Linked DNA regions of Macaca fascicularis: region 1 is linked to region 2. A link is a contact called in public Hi-C data. All regions are on one chromosome and are shown on one strand. Each heading gives the region's core, a stretch centred on a gene start, on an enhancer-like site or on the middle of the called end of the contact. The rest is flanking DNA. Distances are from core to core; before and after follow the strand shown.

Evidence for each region. Hi-C and Micro-C count contacts between places; a contact is called where the count stands out from the background.
Region 1: a contact with region 2 is called in a Hi-C map of skeletal muscle, with 5 times the contacts expected there. The contact joins the promoter of HECTD4 here to the enhancer-like site in region 2. A contact is called at or near these places in 2 of 2 Hi-C or Micro-C datasets (liver and skeletal muscle).

Annotation. Positions count from the first base shown.
Region 1 is chr11:119,298,914-119,306,512 of T2T-MFA8v1.1, forward strand. It overlaps HECTD4 (HECT domain E3 ubiquitin protein ligase 4), which reads right to left and starts at 4,969. Exons shown (of 76, transcript XR_012420694.1): 1 at 4,544-4,969. It also overlaps the pseudogene LOC135966295.
Region 2 is chr11:119,025,646-119,032,564 of T2T-MFA8v1.1, forward strand. No RefSeq gene overlaps it. Among named protein-coding and RNA genes, the nearest start is that of TRAFD1, 7.7 kb to the right of the region's middle. Within about 2 kb of position 1,881, at least 5 of the 6 cell types and tissues checked have an H3K27ac peak or open chromatin away from gene starts, as enhancers often do.

The sequences.
Region 1 (7,599 bases), core at 3,719-6,218, 280 kb after region 2:
GAGGTCAGGAGATCGAGACCATCCTGGCTAACACGGTGAAACCCCATCTCTACTAAAAAATACACACAAAAAAAAAACTAGCCGGGCGAAGTGGCGGGCACCTGTAGTCCCAGCTACTCGGGAGGCTGAGGCAGGAGAATGGCGTAAACCCGGGAGGCGGAGCTTGCAGTGAGCTGAGATCCGGCCACTGCACTCCAGCCTGGGCGACAGAGCCAGACTCCGTCTCAAAAAAAAAAAAAAAAAAATACAAAAATTAGCAAAGCGTGGTGCTGCATGCCTGTAATCCCAGCTCCTCAGGGGGCTGAGGCCGGAGAGTCACCTGAATCCGGGAGGTGGAGGTTGCAGTGAGCAAAGATGGCACCACTGCACTCCAGCCTGAGAAACAGAGTGAGAATCTCTGTCTCAAAAATAAATAATTAAAAATAAAATAAAATAAAACAGGACAGTTGGCTGGGTGCAGTGACTCATACTAAGCACTCTGGGAGGCTCAGGTCGGAGGATCACTTGAGGCCAGGAGGAATTCAAGATCAGCCTGGACGATATAGCAAGGCCCCATCTCTAACAAAAAAAATTAAAACAAAAAAACAGAGCCCTCTTTCCAATGCTCTCCATCTTTTTATTGAGCTATAGTTTTCTCTTTAGCACTTATCATTTGCCTCTATGTCATGTTACATATTTGTCATTGTCTGTATCATTCCAATAAATTATAAGCTTTTTGAGGACAAGGATTTTATTTTATCCACTGCTATATCCCCAGCATCCAGGACGGTTGGCCCAGCTCACTCTAAATTCCACCAATACTTGTTGAATGAATTAGTTGATTAAACATTATTTATTGCTTTAAAAAAAAAAAAAAAAAAGGAGGCCGGGTGCAGTGGCTCACGCCTATAATCTCAGCACTTTGGGAGGCTAAGGAAGGCAGATTACTTGAGGTCAGGAGTTCGAGACCAGCCTGGCCAACATGGTGAAACTAAGTCTCTACTAAAAATACAAAATTAGCTGGGCATGGTGGCACATGCCTGTAATCCCAGCTAATTGGAAGGCTGAGGCAGAAGAATCGCTTGAACCTGGGAGGTGGAGGTTGCAGTGAGCCAAGATCGCATCACTGCACTCCGGCCTAGGCAACAAGAATGAAACTCGGTCTCAAAAAGGAGGGAGGGAGGGAGGGAATTTACTGGGAAGAAAAATTTTAATTCAAATACTCTGGATCTGCTTAAATTAAAATATTAAGTTAATGTTGATCTGCTTCTTAGGAGGGATTCTTTCTTTAGATTGACTTTGAGCAGTGCTGACAGGGTGAACAGAACACTAGAATCCAAACGCAGAAAAGCCAGGGTCTAGTCATTGCCCTGCCACAACTAGCTATGCTATAGTGACTAAGCCATAACCTCATCTCCTGATCTCTGAGATCTCCTGATCTTAGAGAACTTCGTTCTAAAATGAGGGAAATTATTATCTCTAAAGTCTCTTCTTGCTCTAAAATTCTAAGACTATTGCACTCTTCTGCAGTGAGTCCCGTCCCTCATAATCCAAAAGTGTTAACTAAAGGATTCTATATATATTAATAAACTCTGTGGAAAATGGCCATTATTCACCCAGATGTCCACTGGAAGGAGAGGCTTGGAAGACTGTATTTCATAGATGTGGTGGTATTTCAAAAGATAGCTTTTAAAAAATTAATAAACCATGAATCTTCCTCAAATATGAAAAAGAAACAGTTACTAAAGAAAACAGAAATTCTTCCTTCTGTAGCCAGTTATGAAATTTAAAATAATTGCAAATACAAATACTATACATGCATGGAAGCATAAAGTATTATGATGAGGAGCAGATATGCGGTGAACAGAACTAGGTTAATGTGCAAGCTCTTTATGTGCTCTTGAGCAAGTTGAATACCTACTCTGCACTTCCTTCATCTGTACAATGAGTGCAATATATCCAACTGTTAGGCTCTTTTGAGAATTTAATAAAATAATGCCTGACATGTAGGATACATTTAATCAACATTATTAAGTAATTAAATATGTACCAGGCGTGGTGGCTCATGCCTGTAATCCCAGCACTTTGGGAGGCCAAGGCAGGCGGATCACCTGAGGTCAGGAGTTCGAGACCTGCCTGGCCAACGTGACAAAACCTTGTCTCTACTAAAAAATACAAAAATTAGCCCAGCATGGTGGTGCATGCCTGTAATCCCAGCTACTTGGGAGGCTGAGGCAGGAAAATTGCTTCAAGCTGGGAGGCAGAGGTTGCAGTGAGTTGAGATTTAGATGGAGCCACTGCACTCTAGCCTGGGCAACAGAGAGAGACTCTGTCTCAAAAAAACACAAACAAACAAATAAAAAGATTATATATATATATGAATACACCCAAACACAAATCTAATAGCCACAAAAAATATTCTTAGCTATTTCTCCTGAGACCATGGAGCCTGTATAACATGGAAAGAATGAAAAAAGTTATGCACTGCTACCAGTGTATCACCCATACACATACTAGTTTCTGAGAAATCAGACCATAAATTCAAAAAGCAATTAAAAAAAACAAAATCTAGCAGGCCAGAGAGGTTTTTCCTTTTAAAACCATTCTTCTGTAGAAATAGCTGACAAATTCATGCAATACATTTACAAACATTTTAGGAAAACCAACTTAACAGCACAGATACTTTAATCCTACTCTTTCTAATCCTAAAAATAAATTACATAAATGACATATATATAAATTTTGGTTCTGTGAACTTGGATTAGTCTTTAAGAAACAAAGAGCATAGGCACGGCACAGTGGCTCACGCCTGTAATCTCAGCACTTTGGGAAGCCAAGGCGGGCAGATCACTTGAGGTCAGGAGTTCGAGACCAGCCTGGCCAACATGGTGAAACCCTGTCTCTACTAAAAATACAAAAATTAGCCGGGCATGGTGGCGCGCGCCTGTAATCCCATCTACTCGGGAGGCACAGGCAGGAGAATCACTTGAATCCAGGAGGCGGAGGTTGCAGTGAGCTGAGATCGGGCCACTGCACTCCAGCCTGGGCGACAGAGGAAGACTCGGTCTGGGGGTAAAAAAAAAAAGAAAAGAAAGAAACAAAGAGCATCCACTTCCCACCTTTCACACACAACACAGCCAATTAAATCAAAAGATTCCACTATCATAGCATAATACCCCTTGAGTTTTCAGGCAGATAAGACACTCAGACACACCTTGCTTTTTATAGAACAGGCCCAAATGAGACACAATAAAACGATGATTCCATGTTAGGAATTCCCTACCAACCATATCCTCCTCTTTTTGGTGACTAGATTGTAAAATAAGTCAATTAAGAGTTCACAACGGAAGTGCTGAAGCAACCGCAAATCCAGACACAAAAATACAGAGGAACGTATTCGCATCTCAAGCACGTCCAAATGTCTCGGCCAATGCGATCCGATCACTGCCGTTTCCAGAAACACACAGTAATGGCTTTTAATTCATTTCTATAAATGTTCGTTGTGCGTAAAGCCAAACTGCACGCAAAACCGCAAAACACAAAAGATTCCTCACATTCCGTTTATAGCCAGAAGATAGGCCATCCTCTCTGCGCCTATCCCAGAAAGCTCTCCATACGGCAGTAAGAATTTGATGACACCCCATGCTACCTACACATCAAAATGTCATCCCACGAAGTGGAGGGGGAGCAGTGTCAGCATCCGCTGGCCTCCATGAAACGCCACTGCCAGTATTCCCACCTTTAGGCAAATACGAACCCAAGTGAAGTCGATGGAAAGTTCCCACCAACCAAGCACATTTGGTTCCCTTCTGCCCCCAAGGCCAAGCAGCTCAACTGATGAGATCTGCTGTTGCACCTGCCACGGCTCTGAACCCGGGATGCTCGGCGACCCCCGGACACACAAAAAGGCCCTGCGGCCTAACGCGCCAGTGACCCTTCGCCAAGAGCGCACGGAAGGCCGCTGGAGCATCCCTCTCGCTGTCCACACCGCCCGCTTCCCTGACAAAGGCCCCGTGTCAATCCATCCCAGACACAACACAGAGAAGTTGCTGGATTGCCCACCGCGGACCCGCAGCTGCCACTACCCTCTCCCGGAAAAAAGAAAAAAAACACAGAACTAGGGAAGAAAAGGGTGGGAGGGTGCACAGCGTTAAAATAAAAATGTTCCCAAAGCTAAGCAACCTGGGTGTGCCCTGGAAGTGGGTCCAGGGGGCCCGTGGGGGAGGGGAGGGAGGCCCGGGTGGTGGCGGCGGCTCCTCCGGGGCATGAAGGCCGAGCCGGGTGCTAGTCTAATAAAATGCCGGGTGTCGGAACGCTCAGAAGAAAACCACAAATGAAATCCCCGGCGGGCGCCAGGCCCAGAGGAGGGAGGGAGGGAGAGCGGGGCGGGCGGTCTGCAGACCTGCGGCCGCGGCCCCCACCTGCCCGCCCCGCGCCCACACACACCTGCCCCGGCAGCCCCTGGGAGGCGAGGCCCGCGGCTGGGGCGAGGAAGGGGCCCGACCCGGGGGCGCCGGGAGAGTGGGCCAGTCCGATGGCGGGGGCCGGGGGCCGCCTCGCTCACCTCCAGGTCGGTGTCGGCGGCCTCCGGGGCCCCGAGGATCTCGCTGGGCAACTCGGCCAGGTCGGTGACCCGGATCAGCCCGTCGTGCAGGAAGATGGTCTCCTCCTTCACCGAGAGCCACTGCGCCGAGTCAGCGGCCGCCGCCGCCGCCGCCGCCGCGGCCGCCGACGAGCCCATGGCCCCGGCTGAGGGCTTGGAGCTGAGGAGCAGACGCCCGGCCGGCGGAGACGGAGCAGCAGCAGCCGCGATCACCAGTCCATGGCAGCGGCCGCCGCGTCCGCCAGCGGCGACCCGCTTGCCGCCTCGCCCGTGCAGCTCCGCCCTAGGCGGTCCGAGTCGCCATCCCCCCCGACCCCGGCCCGGGAGACCCCGGCCCCGCAGCCGCCGCCGCCGCCGCCGCCGCCCTCAGGAGCAGGATCCGCCTCTGCCGCTCGGCAGCCAACTGTCAGTGAGACGCCATGTTGGGGGCGGGGCTCCCGGCATGCCCCGCGGAGCGGACAATACAGGCCCCGCCCGCCGCCCCGCCCACCGCTCCGCGGATCCGGCCACCCGGGTGGCCTGGACCCCCGCCTCGCCCTTTGCTGCCGCTTGCCCTCAGCCTGACCTCTGCCGGCCCCTTCTCCTCCTGGCCATTCAGTGTAGCCCTGGCTCTGCAGCGCGCCAGGGAAGAGGACGCCGCCTCCCCGGTCCTGTCCCTACTCAGGTGTGCACTCCTTGCTCGGACCCGCGCCCCCACGCTGGGCAGAACATAGAGATCACTCCTTGTTTTCACGTTTAAATGAGATGCAAGCGAAAGGCTGGTGCAGAATAGGCGCTGCACACTTGTTCATAAGCACTTGGTAGAATAGCATAGTAGGTGATTAATATTTACTGAAAAGTCTAGTACCCAGTAAGCACTCAAAACAAAAAATAAAGCGTCTGTCAACAATGCTTGGTGCCCAATGCCCGACACTTAATGTGTGCTCAGTGAGTGGCAGTTCTAATTATTGCTATGTTCATTCCATCAGTGTTCCACACTAATTGACATACACCTTAAAAATATGCTCACTAGGCCGGGCGCGGTGACTCAAGCCTGTAATCCCAGTACTTTGGGAGGCCGAGGCGGGTGGATCACGAAGTCAGGAGATCGAGACCATCCTGGCTAACATGGTGAAACCCCGTCTCTACTAAAAATACAAAAAACTAGCCGGGCGCGGTGGTGGGCGCCTGTAGTCCCAGCTACTCGGAGGCTGAGACAGGAGAATGGCGTAAACCCGGGAGGCGGAGCTTGCAGTGAGCCGAGATCGCGCCACTGCACTCCAGCCTGGGTGACACAGCGAGACTCCGTCTCAAAAAAAAAAAAAAAATATATGCTCACTAGGCCGGGTGCGGTGGCTCACACCTGTAATCCCAGCACTTTGGGAGGTCGACGCAGGAGGATTGCTTGAGCCCAGGAGTTTGAGGCCAGCCTGGGCAACACAGGGAGACCCCATCTCTACAAAAAATAAAAATTAGTAGGCCGGGCGCAGTGGCTCACGCCTGTAATCCCAGCACTTTGGGAAGCCAAGGCAGGCGGATCACGAGGTCAGGCGATCAAGACCATCCTGGCTAACACGGTGAAACCCCGTCTCTACTAAAAATACAAAAAAAATTAGCCAGGCCTGGTGGCGGGCGCCTGTAGTCCCAGCTACTCGGGAGGCTGAGGCAGGAGAACGGCGTGAACCCGGGAGGTGGAGCTTGCAGTGAGCCCAGATCACGCCACTGCACTCCAGCCTGGGCGACAGAGCAAGATTCCTTCTGAAAAAAAAAAAAAAAAACACCAGATGTTTAAGGTGGGTTGCCATGGGAGTGTGGGGCTGGTCTGGAACTACTGAGATGAGATTGTTCTCTATTGCTTGTATATTTTTATCACTTAAAAAATAATAAAACAGGCAGGGTGCAGTGGCTCACGCCTGTAATCCCAGCACTTTGGGAGGCCAAGGTGGGCAGATCACCTGAGGTCAGGAGTTTGAGGCCAGCCTGGCCAACGTGATGAAACCCTGTCTCTACTAAAAAAAAAATACACAAATTAGCCAGGAATGGTTGCTCATGCCTGTAGTCCCAGCTACTCAGGAGGCTGAGGCAGGAGAATCGCTGGAACCCAGGAGGTGGAGGTTGCAGTGAGCCGAGATCGTGCCACTGCACTCCAGCCTGGGCAACAGAGTAAGACTCCATCTTAAAAATAATAATAATAAAAATAACAGGAGAATAATAAGGTGCATACCCTTTCATCCAGCAATTCAACTTTGAGGAAGTTGTCTGCAGGAAATAATCAGACTCGTAGTCAAGGATGGATATACAGGGTTGTGTAGCTCAATATTGTTTACAAAAGGAAAAACTATTTTCAATCTAGATATCCAACAATATGGGGCTGGTTAACTAAAATATGGTATATCCATAAGATGGAATATTATGGCAGGGCACAATGGCTCACACCTATAATCCCAGCACTTTGGGAGGCCAAGGCTGGCAGATCTCTTGAGCCCAGAAGCTCGAGACCCCCTTGGGCAACATGACAAAACCCCATCACTACAAAAAATACAAAAATTAGCCAGGCATGTTAGTGCATACCCATAGTCCCAGCTACTCAGGAGGCTGAGGCAGAAAGATCGCTTGGGCCCAGAAGGCAGAAGTGATGTCCAACTTCTGTGAGCCACCGTGCCTGGCCCTTCATTCCCTTTTCCAAACCTACTGACAACTGTCTGTCACAATTAAAAAAAAGGCTGGGTGTGGTGGCTCACGCCTGTAATCCCAGCACTTTGGGAGGCTGAGGCGGGCAGATCACCTGAAGTCAGGAGTTCGAGACCAGCCTGGCCAACACAGTAAAATCCTTTCTCTACTAAAAAATATATAAAAATTAGCCAGGCATGGTGGCGTGCACCTGTAGTCCCAGCTACTCAGGAAGCTGAGGTTGCAGTGAGCCGAGATCGCACTACTGCACTCCAGCCTGGGTGACAGAGCAAGACTCTGTCTCAAAAAAATATAAAAAAATAGAGACAGGGTCTCTTTCTGTCACCCAGGCTGGAGTGCAGTGACAC
Region 2 (6,919 bases), core at 631-3,130:
TTTTCACAGAGCACCCAATGCCATCATTATCATATATTAAATTTACATATACGTTTCTGGCTAGTCATGGAACAGTCTTAGTCTCTATTAAAGGGCAGGTCAAAACTGGAGTCTGCAGAGCTGGCTGGATTCTCTGATCTGAGTCTGGGCTTGCTCTGTACAGTCTCTGAACCATTCGACTATTGGGAGAACCTTGTCAGCTGCATTTGGGCTACTGGATACTAAGAATGAGGCCCTTAATTTGGAATGAAGTCACCTTGTGGGGGTAGGGCTGCTCTGTGGCCAGTTCCCTGAGAAACCATAGGAGATAAGGAATTAAAACCACCCAGGAAATTTTTTAAATGACTCTAAAATTTACATGTAAATGGTAATGACCTAGAATAGCCAAAATGGCAAGGCCAGTTGCAGTGGCTCACATCTGTAATCCCAGTACTTTGGGAAGCCAAGGTAGGACGATTGCTTAAGTTCAAGACCAGCCTGAGCAACATAGCAAGACCCCCATCTCTACAAAACTAAAAAAATTAGCTGGAAGTGATGGTGCACCCTTGTGGTCCCAGCTACTCTGGAGTGTGAGGCGGGAGGATTGCTTGATCCAGTCAGAAGTTTGATGCTGCAGTGGGCTATGACCCTTTCTCAAAATAAATAAATAAATAAAGCCACATTCATTAAGACTGTGGAGAAATAGCATAAGGATAAACAGGTAGATGTGTAGAACAGAGAGCCCAGAAATAGATTCTATACATATGGTCACTTGATTTATGACAAAGACCCAAGTGAAATTCAATGGAGAAAAGATTTTTCTCCCAGTAAATGGAACCATAGGTTATGTTTTTATTTATTTATTCGGTCTGTTTGTGAGGCAAGGTCTCACTCTGTCACCCAAGCTAGAGTGCAGTCACACAATCACAGCTCACTGCAGCCTTGAACTCCTGGGCTCAAGCAATCCTCCTCCCTCGGTCTCCCGAGTAGCTGGGACTACAAACACACACCAGAATGCCCAGCTAATTTTTTTACTTTTTTTTTTTTTTTTGTAGAGGCAGGGGTCTTGCTATGTTACCCAGGCTGGTCTTAAACTCCTGGGCTCAAGCAATCCTCCCACTTTTGCCTTCCAAAATGCTGGAATTATATATAGGTGCGAGCCACTGTGCCTGGTCTCACACCTTAGGCGTTGTTAGGGGAGAGAACTGAGTAAGGGCTTTTCCTGGGAAATCAGACTGAAACAAAGTGATCCTAAGTCTCCTCCTCTAAACACTAGCAGGGTCCCTGCAGGTGTCTGAGGGATGAAGCTGCCCGGAGAAGGGAGCGGTGGCCCCTGGGAACTCTGCCTGGCAACCAGGCAGCCTGGAAAACGTCCCAGCATGCTCTGAGGCCTCTGGTCCAATCCCAGTCCTCCTCATGAATATGTATGAGTCCCCAGATGTCAGCTGCATCTCTGAGCCTCTTCCTCCCTGCTCAACCCCCCCCCCCACTGCTCCCCTCCCCACACAAACCTCCCTCACCCTTCCTCTTCTTGATAACTGGCAACATCTCGCTCCTCGCTTCAGAACTGATGAAATAATGTGAACATTTCAGGGCCTGAGGACATATCCACAGAGTGTTTCAGGGCCTGTCGCTTTGATTAGGAAACTGGCTTTTAGCAGTGGTTTCACAAATATTTCTCCAGTTAGAGATGAATGTATTTGTGACTATGTGCCAAAAAAAAAAGAAGAAGAAAAAAAATTAAATCAGATGAATGTCTAAAGCCCGTCTTGGAAGACCAAACTCCAACTAGAAAATAAAAGTGCGTGGTGTCCTTCTGTGGCAGACACTGTCCTTTGCTCTTGCTTCCCTAATAGCTCCCTCCCTGGTTACTCCCCTGTTACTCCCTGGTTACTTCCCCTCCCAGTGTGTCAGTTATCTAAGCCTCTCTGAGTAATCAGATGTCCAGCTAATGAGTGAGTGCCTGAGTCACCCTGGGGCCACTGAAAAATAAAAAAAGATGGAATTTCCAAAACTTGTATGTAGAAATTAAAAGACTGGCCAGGCACGGTGGCTCAAGCCTGTAATCCCAGCACTTTGGGAGGCCGAGACGGGCGGATCACGAGGTCGGGAGATCGAGACCATCCTGGTTAACACGGTGAAACCCCGTCTCTACTAAAAAATACAAAAAACTAGCCGGGCGAGGTGGCGGGCGCCTGTAGTCCCAGCTACTCGGGAGGCTGAGGCAGGAGAATGGCGTGAACCCGGGAGGCGGAGCTTGCAGTGAGCTGAGATCCGGCCACTGCACTCCAGCCTGGGTGACAGCGCGAGACTCCGTCTCAAAAAAAAAAAAAAAAAAAAAAAAAAGAAATTAAAAGACTGTATTGTTTTGTTTTTTAAGCCAGAGCCAGCACAGTGGCTTACACCTGTAATCCCAGCACTTTTTTTTTTTTTTTTTTTTTGAGACAGAGTTTCGCTATTTTTGCCCAGGCTGGAGTGCAATGGTGCGATCTCAGCTCACTGCAACCTCTGCCTCCCAGGTTCAAGCGATTCTTCTGCCTCAGCCTCCCGAGTAGCTGGGATTACAGGCATGCGCCACCACCCCGGCTAATTTTGTGTTTTTAGGAGAGACGGGGTTTCTCCATGTTAGTCAGGCTGGTCTTGAACTCCTGACCTCAGGTGATCCACCTGCCTCAGCCTCCCAAAGTGCTAGGATTACAGGCATGAGCCACTGTGCCTGGCTATCCCAGCACTTTAAGAGGCTGAGGTGGGAGAATCATTTGAGACTAGGAGGTGAAGGCTGCCGTGAGCTGTGATTGTTGTCACTGCATTCTAGCCTGGGTGAGACCTTGCCTCAAAAAAAATTTTTTTTAATTAAAAAAAAAAAAAAGCCAGGGGCCGGGTGCGATGGCTCATGCCTGTAATCCCAGCACTTTGGGAGGCCAAGGTGGGCGGATCGCGAGGTCAAGAGATTGACACCATCCTGGTCAACATGGTGAAATCTTGTCTCTACTAAAAATACAAAAATTAGCTGGGCATGGTGGCATGCACCTGTAGTCCCAGCTATTCGGGAGGCTGAGGCAGGAGAATCACTTGAACCTGGGAGGAGTAGGTTTCTGTGAGCCAAGATCATACCAGTGCACTCTAGTCTGGCAACAGAGCAAGACTTCGTCTCAAAAAAAAAAAAAAAAAAAAAAAAGCCAGGGCTAAATAAATATTAATAACTCATGAGAGCTAGAGATATTTATGTACACATGGATGACTGGAACTTTTAATAACCAAAAGCCAAATAAAGGCAAACTCTATAGCCCATTCCAGTAATTCTACTCCTGGGTGTATACCTAATAGAAATTAAGATCATACCTAACCAAGAACAAGAATATTCATACTTGGCTGAAACTAGAAACAAGCCAAATGTTCATTAACTGGAGAATGGGCTAATAAATTGTGAAGCTGTGAAGATATTCACAATTTATTAAGAACACTACACGAGAATGAAAAGGAATGAACTAAGGTTATATGCAATGACATGGGTGAATATAACATTCAAGATATTGCCTGAAAGAAGTCGTACACAAAATAGTATATATTGCATCATTCTATCTGTTCCTACAGAATAGAACAAGCAAAACTATTCCTTTTTTTTAAATTTGTTTTTTGAGATGGAGTCTCGCTCTGTCACCCAGACTGGAGTGCAGTGGTATGATCTCGGCTCACTGCAACCTCTGCCTTGCAGGTTCAAGCGATTCTTCGGCCTCAAACTAACAAGTAGCTGAGCCTACAGGCATGCACCACTACGCCCGGCTAATTTTTGTATTTTCAGTACAGATGGGGTTTCACCATGTTGGCCAGGCTGGTTTCAAACTCCTGACCTCGTGATCTGCCGGCCTCGGCCTCCCAAAGTGCTGGGATAATAGGCATGAGGCACCGTGCCTGGCCGGGAATTTTCTATTTATTGATCTGAGTAATGGTAACAGGGGTGTATACAAATACAAAACTCCACTCCTAGGTGAAATTTCTCCTAGAGAAATGAAAACATACATCCATGCAGGCTGGGTGTGGTGGCTCACGCCTGTAATTCCAGCACTTTGGGAGGCTGAGATGGGCAGATCACGAGGTCAGGAGATCGAGACCATCTTGGCTAACACAGTGAAACCCCATCTCTACTAAAAATACAAAAAAATTAGCCGGGCGTGGTGGCGGGCGCCTGTAGTCCCAGCTACTCAGGAGACTGAGGCAGGAGAATGGCGTGAACCCAGGAGGCGGAGCTTGCAGTGAGCTGAGATTGGGCCACTGCACTCCAGCCTGGGTGACAGAGGGAGACCGGTCTCAAGAAAAAAAAAGAAAAGAAAACATACATCCATGCAAAATTTGTACACGGTTGTGTAGAACAGCATTCTTGGCTGGGCAAGGTGGCTCAAGCTTGTAATTCCAGCATTTTGGGAGGCCAAGGCAGGCAGATTGCTTCAGTCCAAGAGTTCGCGACCAGCCTGGGCAGCATGAGGAAACCCCATCTCTACAAAAGATATGAAAATTAGCCGGATGTGCTGGTGTGTACCTCTAGTTCCAACTACTCCGGAGACTGAGGTTGGAGAATTCCTTGAGCCTGGGAAGCAGGGGTTTCAGTGAGCTGAGACTGTGCCACCACTGCACTCCAGCCTGGGTGATCAAGGGAGACTCTGTCTCAGAAAAAAAAAAAAAAAAAAAAAATTGAAAGAAAAAGAAAGAAATGAAGTACTGATTAATGCTATAGTATGGATGAACCTTGAAAACATCATGCTAAGTGAAATAAACCATCACAAAAGTCTCCATATTGTATGATTCAATTCATATGAAATGTCCCAAATAGGCAAATCCACGAAGAAAGAAAGCTGATGGGTGATTGTCAGTCCGGGTATGGAGATGAAGGGAGTAAGTGTTAATGGGCACAGTTTATTTTGGGGATGATAAAAATGTCCAGGATCGCCAGGCACGGTGGCTCACATCTGTAATCCTGGCACTTTGGGAGACCAAGGCGGGTGGATCACTTGAGGTCAGGAGTTCCAGACCAGCCTGGCCAATATGGTGAAACCCCGTCTCTACTAAAAATACAAAAATTAGCTGGGCGTGGTGGCAGGCATCTGTAGTCCCAGCTACTCTGCAGGCTGAGGCAGAGGAATCGCTTGAACCCGGGAGGCGGAGGTTGCAGTGAGCTGAGATCGCACCACTGCACTCCAGCCTGGGCGACAGAATGAGACTCCATCTCAAAAAAAAAAAAAAAAGTCCAGGAACTAGATTGCAGTGATAGTTGCACAAATCTGTGACTATACTAAAAAATCATTGTGAAGTCTATTTTTTTTCTTTTCTTTTTTTTTTTTTTTTTTTTTGAGACGGAGTCTCAAACTCTGGGAGGCAAAGTCTGCCTCCCAGGTTCAAGCGATTCTGCTGCCTCTGCCTCCCAAGTAGCTGGGATTACAGGTGCCTGCCACCTCATCTGGCTATTTTTTTTTTTTTTTTTTTTTTTTTGAGACGGAGTCTCGCTCTGTCACCCAGGCTGGAGTACAGTGGCGCAATCTCTGCTCATTGCAACCTCCGCCTCCCAGGCTCCAGTGTTTCTCCTGCCTCAGCCTCCCAAATCCCTGTATATGGAATTACAGGCATACGACACAATGCCTGGCTAATTTTTGTATTTTTAGTAGAGGCGGGGTTTCACCATGTTGGCCAGGCTGGTCTCAAACTCCTGACCTCAAGTGATTCACCCGCCTTGGCCTCCCAAAGTGCTGGGATTACAGGTATGAGCCACCACGCCCAGCCAAAAACAATTTTTTTTTTTTTTTTTAGAGGTAAAAGTCTGTTATCCAGGCTGGAGTGCAGTGGTGTGACCATAGCTCACTGCAGCCTTAAAATCCTGGGCTCCATTAATCTTCTCACCTCAGCCTTCCGAACACCTAAGACTACAGGTGCACACACTAATGCCCAGTTAATTGATATCACTTTGAGTAGAGACGAGGTCTCCCTATGTTGCCCAGGCTGATCTTGAACTCCTGCGCTCAAGGGATCCTCCTGCCCCAGCCTCCCAAAGTGCTGGGATTACAGGTGTAAGCTACCATGCCAGGTCCACTTTAAATGGATGAATTGTCTGATATGTGAATTGTACCTTTGATAAAACTGTTACTGTTATTTAAAAAGTCCTTACACAATATACTTAAGATTTATGCACTTTATGGTGTGTACTTTTACCCCAGTCAAACTTGAAACAAAACAAAATAATAGTTTCCTACCAGAGGTGTCTGAGAAGATGGGCAGAGAAGGAGAAGGTATTTGGGATTGGGTGCTTGTTGGGACGCCAGGGAGCAAGGGACTCACTGCCAAAGTTGCCTCTTGATGCACCCAAAAAAGTGCCAGGAAGATCAACAGGAAGGGGCCTCAAAAGACAGAGGGAGCTAGGGAAGGGCTGAGAGAAGTGCAAAGGATGGAATGCTAGAGAGTAGAAAGGAACCCAGTTTGATGAAAACCCAATTTGATGAAAACAGATTTGGTTTTGGCCAAAAACAAAACAAAAAAACACCTTTAAATGTTTATTGTAGGCTGGGCACGGTGGCTTACACCTGTAATCCCAGCACTTTGGGAGGCCGAGGTGGAACACCTGAGATCAGGAGTTTGAGACTGGCCTGACCAACATGGTGAAACCCCATCTTTACTAAAAATACAAAAATTAGCTGAGTGTGGTGGTGCATGCCTGTAATCCCAGCTACTTGGGAGGCTGAGGTGGGAAAATTGCTTGAACCCAGGAGGTAGAGGTTGCAGTGAGCCGAGATCACACCACTGTACTGAAGGCTGGGTGACAGAACAAGAGATTGTTTCCTTTTTCCTTCCTTTTTTTTTTTTTTTTTTTTTTTTTGAGACAGTTTCGCTCTTGTTGCCTAGGCTAGAGTACAATGGCGTGATCTCGGCTCAACGCAATCACCACCTCCCAGATTCA